Regions from separate parts of the Sus scrofa genome. Here region 2 is linked to region 1. A link is a contact called in public Hi-C data. All regions are on one chromosome and are shown on one strand. The core of a region is the stretch at or near the end of the contact, and the rest is flanking DNA. Distances in the headings are between cores, read along the strand shown. Region 1 holds the start of MRPS27 (28S ribosomal protein S27, mitochondrial). Region 2 holds the start of TNPO1 (transportin-1).

Region 1 (2,783 bases), core at 133-2,632:
CGTAAGGCCAAGCACTCAGCTAATCTGAGACAGAAGCGACTGGGGGGCAGGGGGAGTGGGGAAGGGCACAAGGGTTCCAGCTGAAACTTCCAAGGTGCGAACGAAAGAGGGTCAAACCCCTGCAGAACCTCGAACCCACCCCACCCCTAGTTGCCTGCCTTGCGCAGGGGATCCTTCTGAGGCCTGTGGCCTCCAAAGGCCTCCCAGGCACCTCGGCCACCATGATCAAAGGCAGGGTTGAGGGAAGAAGACTCAGAGGGAAAAAGAACACCACGCTTGGCTGCTATCGCTGCCCTGCAGCTGAAACCCTGCAAGGCTGGTGTGCTGGGATAGGAGAAGGCCTCATTTCATTAGGCTCAGAGAGGAAAATGTGCAAGGAACCAGAGTCAGCCTAGAAGGCATCAGGGCAACCTGGGGTTTCACCTGCAGGCCTGCCTGGGACATGCATGGCCTGGTTAATGATGCTTACATCCCTCGCCTTCCTGAGCGCTCTCTCTCCCGCCCCAAGTCAGGCCAAGCTGCTCACCCAGAAGAGCCCAGCATCACTGCATCACCTAATCCCTCAAACCTCCCTCAGTCCCAGGCAGCAAGATCATGTGTCAAATTACAAGTGATATCACCAAGAAGGAAGAAGCAACCCCCCCTCCCCACCATCAGGGGCTGCTATCCACAGCTGGATTTGATTTTGAATTCACGAATGCAAGTCACATGCCTGGCAACCAGGCAGCAGAACCTCCTGGTGTATCCTACTGCACCCTAGGGGGACACATCATGTAGCCACTAGGGTTCAAGAGGATTAAGGGTGACCTTCAGGTTCACGGCTGGAAATTACTGGATTAACATCAGGTAGTCAAAGGAGTATGTTCTGGTTATAGCCGGCGGCAGGATGGCCACAGGCACGTCCAAAGATAATTCAGCACGAATGCTGCTCACTGAGAAGCCACGAGAAACTAGGCAACCAACTCAACACGAGGCTTCTGGACCAGGGGGTTTGTCCCCCATATAACACCATAGAAGGTGGGGGAAATGTCACTCCCAATTTAGATTAGCGGAATCGTTTCTGTGACACATCGCTGCTCCAGGGACAGGGAATTCAACAACTATGAAAGGGCTTTATAAGCTAAAGTTCATAAAATAAAGGAAAAACAGCTAATACATAAGACTTACCGCTGGTCAGATCGTATGCAAAGCACTTGTATAGAGTATCTCATTTAATCCTCAGGAAAACTCCATGTGCGACTGTTCCCCAGTTCGGCAGATGACGAAACTGCAGCTCAGAGAAGTTATTACCTGCCCATGGATATAATGCTGGGGAGTGCGTGAGAACAGCAGTCTGACGCCAGAGCTCATGTTTGTAACTCTCTCTGGAGTTAACAGCGGCTGTGTGTGTGGTGCGCGTGTGCTCGGGGCACCTGGGTGCGTGGGTTCGCACGTGCGCATGCGTATCCTTTTCAGGAGACGTGGTTTTATGCTGTTAATTCGGCCAAACCTCAAAGGGGTTTCTGAGCAAAAAAGGTTAAAATGTACATGCTTACATACATATACATACTTATATATGAGTATTTCTACACACACACACACACACACACACACACACACACACACCCACAACCACAAATTTATAGGTATTTTTTTCAGGGCTCTCTGGCCAGCTTCAAGCTTTGCTCTCTGCTGAAGAACTTAAGAGTTGCCAGCAGAGGGCGCCAAGAGCCACCATTTTTAAAAGGTGCAAGTGTTCGGATGCATCTTCCGTTTCTGGAATGCAGAGAGAACCGAAGCCCACATTGCAGGCTAGACAGCCAAGGTAGCTATCAGCAGACTTTAGAGAAGATACAGAATATTGCCTTCACTCAGATTAAGAACTACCCAGTATTGGAGTTTCCAGTATGGCACAATGGGGTTGGTGGGGTCTCTGGAGCAGCTGGGACACAGGTTCCATCCCCTGCTCTGCACAGTGGGTCAAGGATCTGGAGTCGCCCCTCAGCTGAAGCTCAGATCTGATCCCTGGCTGGGAACTCCATGTGCTCTGGGGCAGCCAAAAAGGGAAAAAACAAAAACACAAAAACCTTTAAAAAATTATCCACTGTTGAAAGGATGTTTTTAGAAGAGAGAAAACCGTGAGGATGAGCTTCTGCAGATAATACACCAGTGCAAGTGTGTGCGTTGCATCAACTAGATGATTGATGAGAAAGCTATCATCCGGCTTTTCCTGAAAGGTAAACAGCTGGTCCTTGTCTCACTTGGAAAAGAGTCTCCTAAATTAAGAAGAAAAACAAGGAACTATTTGTCTTTTTTACTGAAATCACATGGGTGTGTGAGAGAAGTGAAAAGGAATTAGGCACAATTATTTCCATTGTCTTTCTACCCTAGTCAAATCAATCAAATGACAGCAACCTGACTACCTCTTCCTGCCACCATCAGGAAGGTCCTAAGTTTTGGAACTTTCTCCATTTAAGTGAGGGGGATTCTGGTATTTGGTATTTGTCATTGCCCATTTCTAGGAATAGGTCAAAGGTCAAGTTTACATTATCACAACCCTTTAATGTAAACTGAGACTTCACAGGTACTAATTATTATAATGGGATTGGGCTTGGGATTGTGGTGAAAGACATCCCTGCCAGAGACCAGGGCCCAGGAGCAGAGGAAGAGCAGAACCCTTGCTCAGAAGTGTTGAATAGGTAACCTCTTGGGAACCACCAAAAGGACCTGGAGATTCTGTGTGACTGTATAGCTGACAACTGATGGGGGTGAAAGAAACCAGCTGTTCATTACTCTAAACGGGG
Region 2 (2,783 bases), core at 145-2,644, 410 kb after region 1:
TTTTCTTTCAAAAGATTTTAGCCAATAAATCCTCTTACATACACTAAATAATACTTGCTTTTCATCAATTCATTTCAACGATTTCCAAACAATTAATCAGGTGAATTTCTTACTAATGGCTTAATCAGTAGTTCTTTACATCTGTCATTATTTGCTAATCTTATACATTTACAAAGTTTTCTTGTCATTTTTCTTCAGTAAAGTTGAAGATACCACACACACCCCAATTTGTACAAAACAAGGCTCCCTATACCATGATGGAACTTTTCAAATGCTAAATTTAAACCCTGTTTGTTATTTGGATAAATACACATATTCTAGATAAATATCCCTTCAGTTATACTAAACTCCCATTTAGGAAGGTTTACATTAATTTTTTTTCTTGGTAATCCACTCCTATTTGGGAAGCCTCTTTTTGCTGTACATTTTTGTATTCAATTGCTATCGAATTAACATTAGAAAATGTTGAAATCATATTTATGAACATTTTAGTTATTTAAAATTTTTTTTTTTTTGCTATGTTCAATTCCCTAATGATAGAAATGGTCCTTCTAGACCCAAAATTTAAGTAGTTCTTTTGTAAAATGATTGTGGTAAATGAAAATAATTAACAGTTATTAACATGATGTCTTAGTATAAAAAACACTTTCTTGTATTGGTGCTATAATTTTATCTAGAATACTCCTGGAAGGCAACAACCACTACACATTTTCAAAACATAATAGATACAGCACTTGCAAGTTGGAAAGTCAGTCAAGACTACCGGTATTTTTACACACACTGACCATGGGAGGAAGACTATCAGCGGCATCATCACCTTAGGAAATAATGATGTAGCTATGCGAATTTAAAATTTTCATATAGTAAATGTATTTATAAGAATAATGTCGGGGAAGAGAACTGATATTTATCTATTCACTTCCATTATTATGAATTACTCTAAAAAACGTCTACCTCTCCATTTTGAATTATTTTCTGTTCAGAAAATAAGCCATTTTAATTTCTCATGATGGCTGGTTACGGAGAGGAGTACTTGTTATTTCCAAGAGCAAGAAACTTCTCCAATTTGAATACACACCCGGAGACGTAAAACCTAATTTTCAAAGTCATTTAATTTTCCCTACAGAGCAGTTGATATGTTAGACACAGCATACCTCAAAAGCCTATCCTGCAATATTAGCGGGCAGCCGTCCACTCTCTATCCATTGAAGCCATTTCTGCTTTTTACCAGCGACGATGGAACTGTATTTTTGTGGGACATGCGGCGTGTTCAGTGTGAAATAGGCTCCCAGAGCAAGGCTGTCACTTTGGAGGTGGTCCTGAGGTATGGAATTTAGGCTAGAGGAGGGTCGTCGTGCTAGGAGGGCCTTCGACAGCCCTAGGGAGCCACACTTACAGGGCCATTTTGGTCGAGGCCTCACAGCGCAGAGCAGCGTCCGCGGCGGCTCCTCCCGTGAGCCGGAGGCTGCGGCCGGCACGCCGGCTGCAGGGGGCGCGAGCGGGAGCCCGGCATCAGGCCCAGGCCCGAGGCCGCAGCGCAGACTTAGAAACCGCTGCCACGCGCCGCCGGGCGTAGGTCCGTAGGCCCCGCAGGCCGAGACCGCGGTTTTCCCAGCCCGACTGCCGTTGCCAAGGCGACCGCCGCCGAACGTTCCCGCGGCGAGCCCCGCCCCCTGTCCAATCGGACCGGCGCTCGCCGAAGCCCAGATTCTCTTTGTTCCGCAGCCATTTCAGGCCCGGGACAGGAGGCAGCGCCGCTTCGGCAGAGGGTCTGAACGCCGGAGGCCTCTGGGATGGTGTGGGACCGGGTAGGTGGCGTGAGGGTTCGCGGTCCCGGACTAGAGGGCGGGAGAGGAGGCAAGCTGTTGGGAAGCTCCTTGACGCGCCACGGGGAGAGACAGTGGACCCGCTGCCTTCCCGGTGTCAACCCGGCCGTTTGGAGCCCGGCGGCGGCGGCGCCGCGGTTCTGAGCCCAACAGCTGCGGCCCGGACGTCCTTCGGGATACGGATAAGGGGCGGGCGGCGGCTCCTCAGGTGTTTGAGGTCGGAGCCTGAAACCCGTTAGGGGCGCCAGGAAGAGGGTCGGTTCCCCGGGGAGCTTTTGCTCCCGACCATTAAACCGCGGCGTTTCAGGGCCCTGGGTGCCGCAGTCGCTGCCCCACAACAACTGCTTCCCGCCGGTTCTGGGCACAGTGGGGCGCCGCCCGGGATGCCTGGTCTTTGTCCCCGTCGGCCCCTCTGCCCGGGTGTCCCGGGTCAGCACACTCCATGGCCTCCACACTTAGCTGCCTGGTCGCTTTCTCCAGACGATTGTTCTCCCTTGGGGCCTCACGGCCTCACAGCATGTTTACGTAATTTTAATGTTTGTAACTGTGAGGGGTTTGCGTGGGTTTCTATTTTTTGTTTCTTGGGTTTTTTTTTTTTGTTTTTTGTTTTTTGCGCCTCTACCCTTTTGTACTTCACCCACGCGAACACGCAACAGGGAACTGCTACTGAAAAGCGGACCCGCTACCCCAATCAACCTGTTTTGGGAGTGGCCTTTTTCCTTTAAGAACAATTGCCAGTTATTTTTCCTGATTTTAAAAATCAGCTGGAGTTTGCAAGGATTGCTTATAGTTTAAGTCCGTTATCTTAACAATTACTAATCAATTCTGCCCTTCAGCAGTTAAAAATACAGAAATTTAAAGTTGGAAACTATCCGCAAATTGATTTTGACAATGAATGTATGAAGAGTGCTTTTTTTTTTTTTAACTTGAAAGATGTTTTTAAAGTACAAGTTGAAT

Evidence for each region. A called contact is a pair of places that touch in the nucleus more often than the background predicts.
Region 2: a Hi-C map of embryonic fibroblasts shows a contact between it and region 1, with 4 times the contacts expected there. The contact joins the promoter of TNPO1 here to the promoter of MRPS27 in region 1. A contact is called at or near these places in 1 of 5 promoter capture datasets (liver) and 2 of 47 Hi-C or Micro-C datasets (both in embryonic fibroblasts).

The regions. Positions count from the first base shown.
Region 1 is chr16:48,641,189-48,643,971 of Sscrofa11.1, forward strand. MRPS27 (28S ribosomal protein S27, mitochondrial) reads right to left here and starts at 1,383. Exons shown (of 15, transcript XM_021076728.1): 1 at 1,168-1,383.
Region 2 is chr16:49,047,292-49,050,074 of Sscrofa11.1, forward strand. TNPO1 (transportin-1) reads left to right here and starts at 1,395. Exons shown (of 25, transcript XM_021076714.1): 1 at 1,395-1,808. The coding sequence starts at 1,794. ZNF366 (zinc finger protein 366) reads right to left here and starts at 1,476. Exons shown (of 11, transcript XM_021076720.1): 1 at 1,397-1,476.